Linked DNA regions of Rattus norvegicus: region 2 is linked to region 1. The links are chromatin contacts, called in public Hi-C maps. All regions are on one chromosome and are shown on one strand. The core of a region is the stretch at or near the end of the contact, and the rest is flanking DNA. Distances in the headings are between cores, read along the strand shown.

What was found. Hi-C and Micro-C count contacts between places; a contact is called where the count stands out from the background.
Region 2: a contact with region 1 is called in a Hi-C map of the A7r5 cell line, with 4 times the contacts expected there. The contact joins the promoter of Rcan2 here to the enhancer-like site in region 1. A contact is called at or near these places in 10 of 12 Hi-C or Micro-C datasets (the A7r5 cell line, the Rat2 cell line, frontal cortex and 5 more) and 1 of 1 datasets of contacts at active chromatin or transcription factors (oligodendrocytes).

Annotation. Positions count from the first base shown.
Region 1 is chr9:24,607,394-24,610,779 of GRCr8, forward strand. All of the region lies in intron 2 of Rcan2 (regulator of calcineurin 2), which reads right to left. Among named protein-coding and RNA genes, the nearest start is that of Rcan2, 63 kb to the right of the region's middle. Within about 2 kb of position 1,993, at least 4 of the 93 cell types and tissues checked have an H3K27ac peak or open chromatin away from gene starts, as enhancers often do. A contact at or near this core is called in the A7r5 cell line, where this site is marked.
Region 2 is chr9:24,670,810-24,674,214 of GRCr8, forward strand. Rcan2 (regulator of calcineurin 2) reads right to left here and starts at 1,380. Exons shown (of 5, transcript NM_175578.4): 1 at 1,155-1,380.

The sequences.
Region 1 (3,386 bases), core at 743-3,242:
AGCCCCAATAGCCCCCTTCTCACTCACTCTGATGGCTGCCTCTCCAGCAAAGGCCACAAAACAAGCATGAAAATTCACTGCCTTTGACCCAAATTCAGCTTGTCCACCCACTCCCAGCACCTATTGTCTGACCTCAACCTTCCCAATGCTAGATTTGACTTAGAACATTCTGCTTTTCTTTCTGAGTGAGATAGATGATCTCTTCACACTAAACCCTGCCACCCACCTGCTCACCTGCTTTAACCCAGAGCTAAGAGAACAGTTGTTCAGACAGAGAGCAAACCAAGATAATGAAGCTAGCAGTTCATATGGGAGTCCTTTAGTTGGCTATCCTCTGACCAAGATGCTAGGATGTCGCAGGGAGTCCACAGAGCAGGGTTAGCAATGTTTCAGTGTGAGCATTTCTGGCTCCTGCTCTGAGCCCCAGAGAGGAGTCAAAGAGTCAAAAAGGGTTAAGTAGCTCTGATTCTAAGGAGACTAAAAGGAAATCCATGAGCCAATGGTCACATGACACATACCAAGTACTGATACCTAAAGGGAATCTAAATTTCCAAGGCTACATAAACAATTCCCAACCTCCCAGGCATTAGGTATCAGCAAGTCCTTCAAGATTATCCATTATACCTCAGAGATACCAGCTTTCAAATTCTGGTCTCCATACACACTGTGCTTGGAATATCATGAATGATGTTGGAGGAGTCTTGAAAAAAAAAAAAAAGGAGTGTATCAGCTTTCAGTTGCTATAGTGAATATTAAGGCAAACAATTTCAAACACAAGACTGTGCAATGAGTACTCAGAGAAGTAATGCTGTCATGGAGCTTGCAGCTTCTAGACAATTCTGTGTGCGAACCTGAGTGAAATGGGCAGAATCGTCTAGCAATACGGCTGCCCTCCCAAGTGCCTGAGTCTTGGCAACCCTTGTGGACAGTAGCCCGGCAAAGAGACGTTCATGAAAACGTGTATCTAACTATCCAGATTTTTTTTTTTAAACAGAAAGAAACAGAAAAGGCCTTTGTATCTATTTCGCACTGTGCTGTGCATCTCTGCTGGCTTATTTCTCTACAGTTTAAAAAACTGTTAAATTACAGTGTAGACTATGTGAAGTATGAAGAACTATGGTTAGATTTTTTTTTAAGTCATTTATATGCCTGTTTACCAAAAAAGGAAGGAAGGAAAGAAAGAAAGAAAGACAGACAGACAGACAGAGAGAGAGAAAGAAAGAAAGAAAGAAAGAAAGAAAGAAAGAAAGAAAGAAAGAAAGGAGGGAGGAGGAAAGAAAGAAAGGAGGAAAGAAAGAAAAGGAACAGCGAGTGTCTGACAAAGCTTTTGATCTTCAGGGGTGCAGACATTCCATTTCTCTGCCGCTCCTCTGAAGCTCCCAAGGTCCCAAGCTGGCTCAGCTGGAAACTGATGACTTCTTTCAAAGGTGTGTCACATATTCTTCCTGCAGAATTTTATTGTTATTTGAATGCCACTTTAAATGGATCGGAATTCTTCGGAGCGTTTCTAAACATCCATAAAATAACTCCCTAATTGCATTCCACTCCGCTGACAAGACCTTTCCTAAGTTTTAATTTTGGATTCCTGTAATCTCTAAGTCATCTCTAAGCACAAAGCTCTCTCCTCCTTGGATGCAATATCCTTTTATTTTTTTTCAACTTATTTAAAATGTAATTCTTTTTAGTCTTCAAGGCATTTTCTAACAGGTAAAAAAAAAAATGTGTTTCTCCAACCACACTAACCCCTGTAATTAAACCAGTGTGCCACGGTAGGGTGGAGTGGGAGCAGGGTGTGTGTGTGTGTGTGTGTGTGTGTGTGTGTGTGTGTGTGTGTGTACTCCATCCCTGTGAGTACTGCCCAAGGAGAAGTGCTTGGTTTGAGGAGGGAAAGAAAGGGAGGGGAATGGGGAGAGAAAGGAAAGGCAGCTCATCCTACAACATACAGCAAACTTCTCATGTTCCCCCTCAGTGAATAGTCCAGCAACAGAGAAAAGAAATTAAAGCAACAGTGTTCTAGTTCCAGTCCTGTTGCTATAAATACCCTGACAAGTGCCAGCTTCAAGGTAGGAAGGGGTTAATGTGGCTCCCAGTTCCAGGCTGAGGTGGTGCCCAAAAGTGCACTGAGACAAAGCACCCAGACAGAAAATGAAATAAACCTTTGTAAACATTTAAAAGAAAATCATATTGTACTTCTTCATGTATTCATCTTCCACCCCTCTGCCTTTCTCTGTATGACATCTTTGAGTGTCTCTGTGTGTGTCTCCCTCTCAAAGGTTCTATGGACGGTCATACAGTTTACATCTTCCTCATCATGGTCTCAACAATGACAAAAACATAGTCGGAGCTCAAGAGCTATTTGTTGACTAAAGGAACGATCAAATGCTTTGTTTGGGCTTTTCTATGAAGCAATGGCTTAGACTTTTCCAGGAAAGGATCTTTCATCTCTGGCCTAGAAAGCAATCACTCAAAGCCGGAGATAGAAGAGGGTGGCTTCTCTTTCAATATCCACCGGCTCCCTTCATTGTGTTTGACCTTCCATAGCCAGAGCTCCCTGGCCTCTGTGAGAGGCTTTTAGCAAGTTTCTCCCTCACGGAGCATTTGAACTGGTCATCCAGTCCCTTCCACTGCTGAATCAGTTAACCTTCTTCCCTATGCTTTCTTCCCACCCTCAGGAGACCCCTTGATGAGGGTTGGGGAAATGGCTACCACACAAGTCTGAAGACCTGAGTTCAAATCCTCAGCACGAATGCAAGAAGCTGGGTGCAGAGACATGCACGCAGTCCTGCTCTGGGAAGGCAGAGATAAACAGTGCCCCTGTGAATGTCAGAGGCCTGCTTGAAGGAGTCAGGACGCTCCTGCCATCCTGTGGGTTCTGGGAATGAAACTCAGGCTGGCAGACTGAGTAGAATGTTCTATACTCCTGAGCCATCTTTCAGGTCCATGGGATGGTTTTTGAAACTAAACCACACTGCGTGACAGGAAAGACAGGAGTGTGAAAGAGGTTTCTATAGAACTGTACCTAAGTGCTCCTGTTAACGTGAACTGTACCATGAATTATTATCATGAACTGTAAATGAATAACAGACTACAGTCAAGCCTACGGGTCACACTTGGAACCGGCCACCCAAGAGGCGGCTTGGTACCACCATACAGACATCTGGATCTGGAGACAAATGCCAAGGATTCTAGTTCTGATGACAAGAGACCTCTGTTGGCGTTAACGAGCTGCTGCAGGACTGCTCATCTTTTCGCTCCCCCATTTGCTGGAAGGGCCAGTTGAAATGAATCCCATAAGGCTGTGGGGAACCCATCGGTTTGCTTATTATATTGAAGATCAGTCAAAGATTAATGAGTGTTTTAATTTCTGCGAGAGCTAGACAGGCTGC
Region 2 (3,405 bases), core at 130-2,629, 63 kb after region 1:
ACGGCCCACGCTGGTCTGCTTCTTGACTCTTCCTACCTAACATCCATCTTCATGATACCCTGGTCAGCAAGATCTGCCCCATGGATGTGACTCCCTCGTCCTGTATTTTGATCCTACTATAATCAAGGACAATGGAGGTGTGCCCGTTAAGTCGTGTTGTAAACATGCTTCACTGTTCCTAAAGACCCTCTATACAAAAGAATACTTTCGCATCCTTTTCTTCCCACCCGTGGAAAATGATAGGAGTACGTAATTTAAGAGAAACTAGAAACGGGTTTTGTGGTTATTGTTGTTTTTGCTAAAGTGAGGTTTTAATACCGTGCTGGCAGTGGGTGTAATAATCCTTGGCTGACCACTTCTATCCCAGCCTAAGAAACAGAACGTGCCAAAGCATGCAGTCTTGTTGAATCCATCCGGGATAAGAAAAAAAAAAATAATAAAGGACAGACAGCAAGGCCTTGGAGAATAAATCATTAACCAAAAGTCAAACCAAGGCACCCTGGAAACCAGCGAGATGCAGAGGCAGCCGAGAGGGATCAGGCAGCTAAGACTGCCTTGTCCCCTCTGATGACTTCTGGAGAGAAACACCCCACAGGCACGACGAACCCGGCACACCGCGCTCCTGTCCATGTCACTTTTCAAACTTGAAGTTATTTTTAGATGACCCAAGCTGGCTAAGTCCAGGCAGGACAATTCTCAGCCCGCTGTGCCCAAAAGCCCCTTTGTCCCTCCCTAAGAAATTCGGTAAAGCCTGGGAAGACAGGGGTCTCCTCATTTTCTCCTTTACTCACTGCGATGATGTTGGTCTCTCCTAACTCCTTCTCTAAGCCCAAATCCCGGGGTCACTGGAGTTCATTCTGGATCCTCCAAGTCCCTATGCACCTGCTGCTGCACCTGGGAAGGTGGCCCCTTGGCCAGTAAAGATGGGGAAGGGGCTTTTGGAGACTAGCGCCTCCTAGAGGGGGGTCATGGGAGACCTGTCCCTGGGGATGCTTTGGGGACTGGTCAGGAGAGAAGATCTCTCGCTGCTCCAGCCCTATCCCTAAGCCCGGCGGTACTTGATTCCCATTACCCGGGTCCCCTGGCACCCAGGTGTTCAGCCCTGGTGGGACAGGGTACGGGGTCGATGGGGCCTGCGCCGTTACGTAACCGACCTGCAGGACGTCTGCGATGCGCCGCTGTGGCGGCGGTGACAGTGGTGGCGGCTCGAGGGTCCTCGGGGCAGCAGGCTGCGGGCGCGGCTCTGCCTGCTCACCTGACGGCCGGGGTGAGCGCGGTGCCCGCGGGCCTGGGCGTGGAACCGTGCGCACTGAGCGCCGCCTCCCGCTCTCCGGGTCGCAGGGTCACCCGGGCTGTGCCTCCTGCTGGTGCTCCCGCAACCTCCACCGCCGTCACCCGGGACAAAGCGGCTCCGGGGAGGGGCCGAGCCGGCGGCTCTCACCCAAGCCAGTGGAGATGGGCGCGCCCCCAGCTCCGACTCATCGGGCCAACCTCCAATCAGACCCCAGGGAAGCCAAAGCCCCTGCCTGGCCTCCTTTGGTCGCCTCCCTCCTGACCAGTCGTCCTTCTGGGTCCCTCACCCACCTCCACCTCTTGGGCTTCCACCCGGCGCTCAACTGCACACCCCTCGTTTGCAATCGCTGGCGGGCTGGACCCTTTGCGGGAACCTGACACAGAAGCCTGTCCCCAAAGGCAATGCCTTTTCCAAAGAAGAGGCTCCAGGGTCATCTCCCCCATCCTCCCCCCCCCCCGTGAGGGCTTTTTTTTTTTGAGGGGGGCGTTAAAGAGGGGTGAGATTGCTCTTGGAGTTAAGCATCTGCATACAAGGATACTAAAAAATAAAAGGGCAGCGAAGAAACTGGTCCGTAGGACTGGGAGATTGTTTTCTCCCACAGGTCGACCTCTGGCTAACTAAGGAACTGTCTGGAAGCCACTCTTGAGTGCTTAAGAGCGACTATGCATGGTGGGTGCTGGCGCCCTCTGGCTGGGGCTCTGGGTGAGCCCTGCCCACACCACTGAAGGTGCCCTGAGCCAGTTTCGCAGTTTTGTCAGGCAAGACTCACTGCCACCAGACCTGGGAGAGAGGACTTCAAGGATTCCTACTAAGTAAGCGACTGGGTCCCTAGGAAATGGGAGGCTAGTATTTATACAGGGTAAAAGGGGAAGAGGCATGTCGGAAGCGAAACTGGATGCAGGGAGGATTTACCTCTTAACCAGATGAACCATTCTGAAGATTCTTCAAAATTAAGCAACTCAAGAACAAGGAAGCCTGTAGCTTATGGTGGCACAGACAGGGACAGGACTGAATCTCGTGGCAAGAGTACATCAATGACCCAAAATGGTTAGAGTTCGGAGACGGTGGAAACTGAAAGACAGTGGAGACCAACTTCAAAGCAGAGAGAATGGCAGATAGAAATAAGTCCCATGTCATATCGCCTTTCCCACTGTTGCATACTTGGGCCTTTTCTTGCATCTAGAATCCACTTTGTTGGTTCTTAATAACAGTATTAAAACTGCATTGAAGTAATAACACAAAGTAGTCACAAAGTAGTCATCCTCTCTCTCTCTCTCTCTCTCTCTCTCTCTCTCTCTCTCTCTGTATGTGTGTGTGTGTGCCTGTCTCTGCTGTCTCTGACTCTGTCTCTGTGTGTCTTTCTGCCTGTTCATTCCCCCCTCTCTCTTCCCCCCCTTTGCGTATCTCTGTGTGTGTTTTTGTCTTCTGCCCGTGTGTCTGTCTGTCTGTTTCTGATTTTTCTCTGTCTCTTTCTGCCTCTGTGTGTCTGTGTCTGTCTCTGTGTGTCTGTCTTTCTGCCTCTCTGTCTCTGTCCCTCTCTGTCTCTGTCCCTCTCTGTCTCTGTGTCTGTCTGTTTGCCTGTCTTCTCTCTCTCTCTCTCTCTCTCTCTCTCTCTCTCTCTCTCTCTCTGTGTGTGTGTGTGTGTGTGTGTGTGTGTGTGTGTGAAAGAGAGAGAGGGCTTGGCTCTTCTTTCTGCTTAATCTACATTAAATATAAACACAGAATTAAAAAAACATTTCAGAGTTGGAAATGATCTTCGATGCCATCATGCTTTGAACACACGCATCGTAAGTGTTTTGTTCATTTGACTGATTTGCCATTTGGGAGAGAATTTTTTCTTCAAAGGACGTTCTTATATGGAGCAAAACATCTCTAGAATTTTCTCTCACAGGCTATAGCTCACTTTGAAATTCTTCACGGAAATCAAGCACTATTTTTGAAACCTAGGAAGGTAGCCATCGTGTCCAGTGCACCTGGAGCTTCTGCTTTTCAGGCAATATAGCTTCAACGCTTTCCACATAATCTCACTACAGCAACTCTTAGCTCACCAGTGTGTTGACTTTGATTGTAAGGAGGTCCAATTTTGTGACTATATATTTACATAAAATAAA